Regions from separate parts of the Mus musculus genome. Here all the other regions are linked to region 3. A link is a contact called in public Micro-C and promoter capture Hi-C data. All regions are on one chromosome and are shown on one strand. The core of a region is the stretch at or near the end of the contact, and the rest is flanking DNA. Distances in the headings are between cores, read along the strand shown.

Evidence for each region. Promoter capture Hi-C pulls out the DNA fragments that hold promoters and counts their contacts. A called contact is a pair of places that touch in the nucleus more often than the background predicts.
Region 1: a promoter capture Hi-C map of pre-B cells shows a contact between it and region 3, with 17 times the contacts expected there. The contact joins the promoter of Adcy8 here to the promoter of Kcnq3 in region 3. A contact is called at or near these places in 14 of 39 promoter capture datasets (the 3T3-L1 cell line, 3T3-L1-derived adipocytes, the C10 cell line and 9 more), 7 of 484 Hi-C or Micro-C datasets (CD4 T cells, CD8 T cells and embryonic stem cells), 2 of 115 datasets of contacts at active chromatin or transcription factors (both in embryonic stem cells) and 1 of 9 other capture datasets (adipose tissue).
Region 2: a Micro-C map of embryonic stem cells shows a contact between it and region 3, with 6 times the contacts expected there. The contact joins the promoter of 1700010G06Rik here to the promoter of Kcnq3 in region 3. A contact is called at or near these places in 1 of 39 promoter capture datasets (hippocampal neurons) and 1 of 484 Hi-C or Micro-C datasets (embryonic stem cells).

The regions. Positions count from the first base shown.
Region 1 is chr15:64,920,930-64,923,663 of GRCm38.p6, reverse strand. It overlaps Adcy8 (adenylate cyclase 8), which reads left to right and starts at 1,368. Exons shown (of 18, transcript NM_009623.2): 1 at 1,368-2,734. The coding sequence starts at 2,559.
Region 2 is chr15:64,312,845-64,315,557 of GRCm38.p6, reverse strand. 1700010G06Rik (a long non-coding RNA gene) reads right to left here and starts at 1,440. Exons shown (of 2, transcript XR_003951590.1): 1 at 1,025-1,440; 2 at 1-600. The region is part of intron 2 of Asap1 (ArfGAP with SH3 domain, ankyrin repeat and PH domain1); the gene reads left to right.
Region 3 is chr15:66,285,305-66,288,004 of GRCm38.p6, reverse strand. It overlaps Kcnq3 (potassium voltage-gated channel, subfamily Q, member 3), which reads left to right and starts at 1,376. Exons shown (of 15, transcript NM_152923.3): 1 at 1,376-2,169. The coding sequence starts at 1,781. The region is part of intron 1 of Gm27242 (a long non-coding RNA gene); the gene reads right to left.

The DNA of each region.
Region 1 (2,734 bases), core at 119-2,618, 1.4 Mb after region 3:
AAATAGAATCAGCTTTCTTTCTATTCAAAATCCATCGTTTAATCGAGTTCCTTCTCTCTTGAGTGCACCAAATTCCAGAAATGCTGGTGAGGAATGATAACACCTTAAAGGACTTTCCCCTGTTCTTTCTGGATGCTCTATGCGAGGCAGGTGACCTATAAGACTTGGAAAGAGGAGTCAAAACACAGGTTTCTGGGGCACAGTCGCTACAAATAACCCTGAGAATGGTTTGGTGTGGATGGGAGGAGGGCGCTCTGGATCCTCAGGGAAAGCTGTTTTTGCTTAGGACCAAAAGGAGCTAGGAGTTTGCACTAGAAGAAGGCATAAAAAATCGCCTTCTCGGGGTTGGGGTCGGGGGAGATAGGGTGGGGTGGGGGTTGGGAATAGTGTCCTGGAGACCGCTTGGCCAGGTCATTTAGGCTTTCATGGGACGCCGCGGGGTTGCGAAAGCGCCCAGAGCCTGACGTCATTGACCATCAGCTGACTGTGTTCAGGGCCCGAGCTTCACTGGCTGCAGCCGCAGTCGCTGTGGCAGAGGTGTTGATTTCCACCACCTGCAGAATGGGGCTCCAGACTGGTACTGCTACCAGATCCCTGAAAAGCCAGACTCCAAGGACCCCGCTGGATTGGATGCTGATGCAAGAACCGCTGCGGGGCAACTTGGGTTTTGACCGCGACCCTCAACATACCTAGGCAGGCAGGAATGCTGCCTCCAGGAGGCCCCTGGAAATGCCTTTCCGAAGGTCCTCCTTCGCACCTTTCTTGACAGCCCAGTCAAATTTAGTATTCGAAATATGCAGACCACGCCCCCATCCTAATACCCTCTACTACCCAGACCCCGGGAGCAGAGAAAAGTAAAAGGCTGCCCACCGCTATGAGAGTGGCTTCTTGAGAGGATTTTAGTTTTAATCTGAAAGTTGGCATTAAATACACACACACACACACACACACACACACACACACACACACACACTACATCGCTCTCGAGTGGGGAGGGCGGAAATGAGCCCCTCTAGTGCGCGTCTCTGGTCTCAAAGAGTTCGTGGGCAAAGCGGCCTACGATCCTGGCTCTGCACCTGCCAAGGGCAGGAGCCAGTGCTTAAAAAAGAACCGCGGAGGAACCAGCGGGCGCGGCCAGCTGGAGCGCTCCACCGCAGAGCTGCCAGGCTCGGGGCTCCAGCAGCCCGCGCTCGCTCGACCCACCGGTGCGGCCCTTCAAGACCTGGGGCGTCCTGTGCAGATCTGGGTGCCTCCGTGTCCCAGCCCCCACCCCTCCCCCACCCCCATCCTGGGTTCCGGGGGCGTGGTTTGGCGCGGGGGCGGGTTTAAGTCGCCGCGGGTGTCTGACCGCTCTGACAGGTCTCCAAATTCCTCCCAGGCTCCGGTCCCGCTGCGCGGTTCCGAGCGCCCAAGTAGCCCCGCGCTTCCCTGGATCCGGAGGCGTCTCATCGACTTCCACTCGGCCTGGAGCCTCTTCTCGCTCAAACCTTTCGCCTGCCGCCTCACCCGCCAAGGCTCGTTTCTCAGGCTCAGGAATCCGCTCCTGTGGCTTCTCTTCGAACTCAGCTGTTGGCTTTATTACCCTTCCCACTTGTGCTTTCCTCACACCCCCTGGGGTCTGGCAGGCCCAATGGACTCCAAAGAGCGAAGTGAAGGGAATGGGAATTGTGTGCTGCGACCCATCAGAATCGCTACTAGCAGCGGTGACTTAGTCCTGTAGCGGAGGCTGGGACCCTGGGGCTAGCAGCGCCACGATCTTCCTTGAGGAATGCATCAGTCCAGAACCCGCGCTGCCAGTATTTGCTCTGGAAGTGGCCACAATGAGGAAGGAACCGAAGAGAGAGCTTCATTCAGCACACCTCCAAATTAACTGTTTGGTGACTTGTTAGTGCTAAGGCTACCACCTTTCTCCTGCCCTCCCGCGGGGCGCCCTGCCGCCTCACCATCACCCACACCTCCTGCCTCATCGCGCCCGCCTCCAGCTCCGCCCCGGCTCCCCATGCCGGCGCAATGGAGTTATCCGAAGGGCGATGATTGCCGCCACAGCTGCTAACTTAGCACCCATCCTAGCCATCGGTTACCCTTGGCCAGCCTTTCTGCAGCCGCCGAGACGTGGGCGTCCAGAGTCCAGTGCCGCAGCCAGGACCCGCCCGACGCGCAGCAGAAGCGCGGCGCCCAGGCGCCTCTTGGAGAAGGAAGACTGCGCCAAGACGCTGAGCTTAGAGACAGCCAGGGGGCTGGAGCGCAGAAAGGGACAGCGTGGCTCAGAGCGCTGAGGATTTCGCGGACAAACAGCCACCACTTTCACTGCGTATCCAAGCTGAGCTGATTGGCGGGAAGGTGGCTTGCCAGTACACAGGGGTCCGCTGCATTCTACCAGGAACACCTTGCTCCTGGGCTCACTATGACTTGACCTGTGGGGGCCCTGCTCAGGGCTCCTGCAGTCGAACAGCTTAGGAAAGAAGGGATCGCTGCCAAGCGGCCTTTGGGTCTTTAGGAACCCCTATCACCAACTGACACAACCAGTGTCTGTGCCTCCCTCCCCGCGGACCCAAGCCATGGAGCTCTCGGATGTGCACTGCCTTAGTGGCAGCGAGGAACTCTACACCATCCAACCGACGCCCCCGGCCGGCGACGACGGGAGCGGCTCTCGGCCGCAGCGGCTGCTGTGGCAGACGGCGGTGCGGCACATCACGGAGCAGCGCTTCATCCACGGGCACCGAGGCGGCGGCGG
Region 2 (2,713 bases), core at 191-2,690, 2.0 Mb after region 3:
GGATTATAATGACGACAGCGTAGACGGCGCTTGCTTTATATAAGCCGGGTTCACAGAAGCTCGAGTCTGTGTGCACGTGTCTTTTTCTGGCTTTGGAGAGGATAAGTGTGTATTTCTGGGTAGTTCCCTGTAAAGAAACCCAGCCTTTCAGCTTTGCCCACGCCAGACTCTATTTGCTTTTAGATATCCAGGAATGGCGTTCGGGGTATTTGAGAAAAAGGGAGGTGCAGATGGTTTTGCACCAGGGCATGGTTTCAAATTTAAAGAGGATTATGGTCCATGAACCCCAGAGATGGTGGGTTGAGGTGCGAAGCTTTGAAATTCTAATTGCAGACCAGTCTAAGGAGGTATATGCTTACCAGAGCACAATATCTCATTGTTCATATAGTCCCCTCTTGGCTGGAGGAGGCAGGGGAGGGGCAGATACATAACATAATCTTCGGAGGAAACTGAAACAGCAATTGGTGGCGGCAGTTTGGGCTCTCCGGTGAATTCAGAAAGAAATCCCTGGCTGTTTACCACTGCTGAGCTTGGAATAATCTTGACTCGTTCATCTGCAGAGCCAGGTGTGGGAGCAAACCGGCTGGAGCTGGGAGGGCTCTGTGTGGTGGTCATTTTTGACACGCCTTACCCTCTTATTTGATAAACTCATGCCACCCAAACCCAAGGTATCTGAATTAGGAGAGAAAGCTGTGGAATTCAGGGTCTCTGGGAACAGACACACTTATTAGCTAAGTCTAGGCTCTGAACAACAGTTCATTTTTACTGTTTATGTCACACACACAGAGGAGTGCTGCCAGCTCAGTAGACAGGGCAGGTACTAGATGACAACTGGGGTGTGGGGGGTGGGACCAGACTGGCTCACAGCCCTGAGGAAGACAAATCCTTTCAGAGGGAAGCCCCAGTGCTCACTGATTTTTCTCGCTGATTTGCTCTCAGTACTTTATAGGGGAGCATGGGATTTCTGAGGCGCAGGGAGCTTAATTAGGCCAAGCTAGTGAGGGTCATATTTGTTCCAACTTACAGAATTTTCCAGATGCTGTGAGAAATGAGCTAGGATTCTCTTCTGGAATGTTCATTCTCCAAATGCTACATCTTGCAGCCCTGGCAACCAGTGAGCCTGCCCTTGTGGGGTGGTCAGCTGCCAGTCTCCTCCTGCCTTATTTTCTCCCTGAGAGCTAAACCCTCCATGTCTCCCAAACCAAACTTTTAAAGTACTGAGGAGAGAAAGTACTCTTGTTTATGTTTAACCTCTTTATTCACTAGTTTTTTTTAAAAGGTCAGTTTGCCAGGGATGTGTTTCTTTATGCTCATTCCCTTAGCAAGTTCTTCCTGTAGTAGGCGGAGACACTTCCCTGCCTTGGAGAGCACTGGTAGGAACCGCAGTGGAGGCACAGTGCACACCCAATTCGGTCAAGCCAGGAAGAGAAACAGCACACATTTTAACCCATTTTTTCCTATGCAGAGAGCAAGTCCTCATCCATGAACTCAGCCTCCTCCATGAGGGTCCCTGTCTTCTACTTTCATGGGAGGCAGTTAGGGGTCCAAGATTCCCAGCCAACAGGGTATCGAGTGGTGTATCCATTCTATTCTGCACACTTTGACTGAGCCTTCTCTGACCATGGTTTATGTATGGCTCTGTCATTTTCTCCTACTCCTCCTCTGTATTGCCTATTTGTCTGGTCCTCTGCTGCAAAGCAAATTCCAAGACAGCAGGAATGTGGCCCTTGCCGACATCACTCATCTCAGAATTTGTCAGCTTGTGAGGCGAACCTTTTCCTCTTGACATGCAGTCTTCTCCTCCCTCCCTGCCGGTCCTCACTCAAGACAAGCCCTCTCCGTGGGTCCCTGAGCCACACGACCCACACGCGGCCAGAAAGGCCAGCGAACACAACCTCTAGCTAGCTATATCGGACGGTATGCAGGCAGGTCTGAGTGGGCCACAGGGCTTGCCTTCCAAAGCAGGCTTTAATGGAGGCCAGTCATACGCTTTCAAGGGCTCCTGGAGGCCAATCCCAAGGACTAGGTGGGTTTTGTTGATACCATTCTCAAAATCTTCCAGTCGGTGGTGAGAAATTAGATGGGTATGTTGGACTAACAACAGTAGACATCTTGCTGGGGCTGAATTGGTACTTTTCTCAGAAGAAAGTCAGTTCCTGCTTAGCAGTGAAGAGCATTTGCACCTGAGAAATACTTTTTGCATCTCCGGATGCTCGGCGGTCCTCTGGGGTAGGGGAAGAAAAAAAAAAAACCAAATACATCTGGACAGATGAAAGTATTTTAAAACAACCCTTCCTGTCTCTGCACAAGGCACAGCATTGGCGTTCAGAGGGCAGCAGGGCTGCGCCCCCATCCCTCGGTCCGCGCAGAAGGGAGACGGCTTTCCGGGCCTCGCTTCCTGCACCCACTCGGGACTAAAAAAGAACACGAACAACTTTTTTTTTTTTTTTTTTTTTGGTCCCTCTCTTGCAAAAACGCTCGCGTAACCAGCTCGCTGAAGTAACCGCTCCGGGGGCGGCCGGGTGTGTGTGTGTGTGCGTGGGGCGCGGTTCCGGAGCCCCACGGGCACGAGCACCAGCGCCGGCGGCTGCGAGGTGGGGGCCGCGCGAGGGCCGGGCGGCGGGGGGGGGGGGTAAGTGGAGAGAGAGGGGCGGGCGGGGCGTGCGGGGCGCGTGCGCAGAGCACTTCCGTGTTTGTCCCCGTGACTGGCGCG
Region 3 (2,700 bases), core at 127-2,626:
ACAGCAGTAAAACCCTAAGATGTCCCCCACTCTTCAGCTTCTCCTTGGCCCTGCTCATCCAACTTTCCTAGGCAGACACCTGCTTTTTCCCTGTAGACTAAGACTGGATTCCCAACTTTACTCACAGCTATCTTGTCCTCTCTACTCCACCTGACAGTCATGAGGGAAGACTGGGCGGTAAGGAGTCATGGTACCCCAGGGCAGGAGGAGGGCTTCCCTAACTTGCCTGTTGGGTAATGAGGCACTTGCCCTCTGCCAATGGTGCCAGTGACTGACCAGACTGCTTCCTCTGCCGTCAGCAAACCTGAACTACGTTTCTCCTCCACACCGCTGTCTAGAAGGCTCTTTTTGAAATTGTCATAACTGCTCCCACCTTGCCACTTGAATCTCACCTTAAGGCGTGTCACCTCCTCAATGGGGACTCCTAGGACAGAGCCCAGTGGTTCCTGTGATTCTGTTTCCACACTAGGAATAATTTGGCTCACACTTGCTTTAGCTCTGGCCTTCTGTCTGTCACTCAGGTTTTATGAATTCAAGGGTTTCAAACCTTCGGTGGAGAGCAGTACTCTGTCGTACGTAGGACAAACTCACTGCCATGATTTCAGTGTTTTCCCTGAAGGATGCTAATGGAGTCAGAGGGCATGACTGGCTTGCCTGCAGCAGGATTTAGGAGCCAGGAAGAAATTAGGATACTGATTCTGATGTTCACATGCGCTTCTCAGCTGTCTTCCCACCTACTTGTACAAGGGGCTACCCCAAAACTACCAGAAGCAGTAGCCCCCAGGAGCCCGGAATAGAAGAAGCATTGCAATCACCGAGCCAGTGGGTGAGGTGTGAGCATGTCTAACCGAGCAACTTGGATTTTTACCTGCAAAGGCAAGCAGAGGAGGTGGAGGGTGGAGACTGAACATAAAGCTGCAGCCTCAGCCTCTATCTACTCCCTTTTAATTTCTCCTCTCGCTCAGGGGAAACCCCAACGCCCACGGGGTCTGGGGAGCTCCCGCTTCACGGCCTCAGGATTCATGACCCAGCAGAAGCAGTAGTAGAGGCCTCACAGCCCTGGTGATGCTGGACCTCAAGGCTGTCTTGGGTAGGGGGGCGGCGGGGAGAGGCGGGGCCCCGCCTGGGCCTCCCGCAACCAAGGGGCGGGACGATGGAGCCCCACCCCTGCGAAGGAGGGAGGGAAGCAGAGAACGCTGCGGGTGGTGAGCGCTCCGCCCGGGCGCGCCTGCTTCTGCTGCTGCTACTGCCGCTGCAGCGGGGCTAGGGCTAGAGCAGCGGGCTGGGCGCGGGCGGGAGAGGGGAGGAGGGAGGAGGCGGCGGCGCGTGTGCCAGGCGGGCGGGCGGGAGGACGGCTGGCACAGGGCTTGTAAATAAACTGCGATGCTGTCTCGGGCTCGCCGGCCCGGGTGCCGCCGTCGCCGCCGCCTCCCTGGAGCTTCGGTGCCAGGCTCCCGCCGTCGCGCGCCCTAGCGCCACCGCGCCAGCCTCGCGCGCCCTCAACGGGCTCCCCGTGGACCCCGGCTTCCTGCGCCCCTCCGGGTCCCACAGAGGACCCGCTCGGGATGTGACCCCTTGACTCCCCACCCGACCTCCTCTGGCCCCCGGGAGGCCCGCCTTTGCCTGCTTTTGGGGGGGTGGGCGGGGAGGGGCGCGCGGATCATGGCATTGGAGTTCCCGGGCTTGCAGCCGCCGCCGCCGCCTCGTCCACGTACCCCAAGTGCTCCTACTTCCCGGAGCAGCAGCGGAGAAGGCGAAGCGCCCGGTGGGGGCGAGGCAGATGGGTCTCAAGGCTCGCAGGGCGGCGGGGGCGGCTGGCGGGGGCGGCGGCGAAGGGGGCGGCGGCGGCGGCGGGGCCGCTAACCCTGCTGGAGGGGACTCGGCGGTGGCCGGCGACGAGGAGCGGAAAGTGGGGCTGGCGCCAGGAGACGTGGAGCAAGTCACCTTGGCGCTAGGGGCCGGAGCCGACAAAGACGGGACCCTGCTGCTGGAGGGCGGTGGCCGCGAAGAGGGGCAGAGGAGGACCCCGCAGGGCATCGGGCTCCTGGCAAAGACCCCCCTGAGCCGCCCAGTCAAGAGGAACAACGCCAAGTACAGGCGCATCCAAACTTTGATCTATGACGCCCTGGAGAGACCGCGGGGCTGGGCGCTGCTCTACCACGCGCTTGTGTGAGTACCTGGCCACTCGGGGCGCCCCTTGGCGGCCGTGCACCTTAGGGTTCGGGCCAGGGCTGGCATAGTGTTGTGTCTTTGGCCACTCAGAAGTGCTCTCTGGCTTGGGTTGGGGATGGAGGGACACCAGTTTGGCCTTAGCCAATGGTTCTCTGCGGTGTGACGGAGTGTTTCTGGTGCCTGGGACAGCAGGCTTTCAAGCTGAGTTGGAGATTTGAACTGGCGAGTGCGCAAAAGTGCGCATTTATTGTATGTTCTGGGATATTGTCATGGAAGCTTAAAAGAAATAGATGATATTTCTAATGAAGCAGTTGAGTGGGACAAAAACGGTCCTTTCAGAAGCACCGGTTCTTCTTGGGGTGGATAGCTTGCAATCACCACTCAATTTAGATGATATATCCCAGAGTTGAGGATAGTAGCGGTGCACACTGCCCATAGGCATAGTGCCTGTGTACGTGCGTGTTCCATGTGTGTGCTTCCCTTCCTTGGAATGGATGCTGAAGTAAAAGAATAATGGGTTTGGCTTTA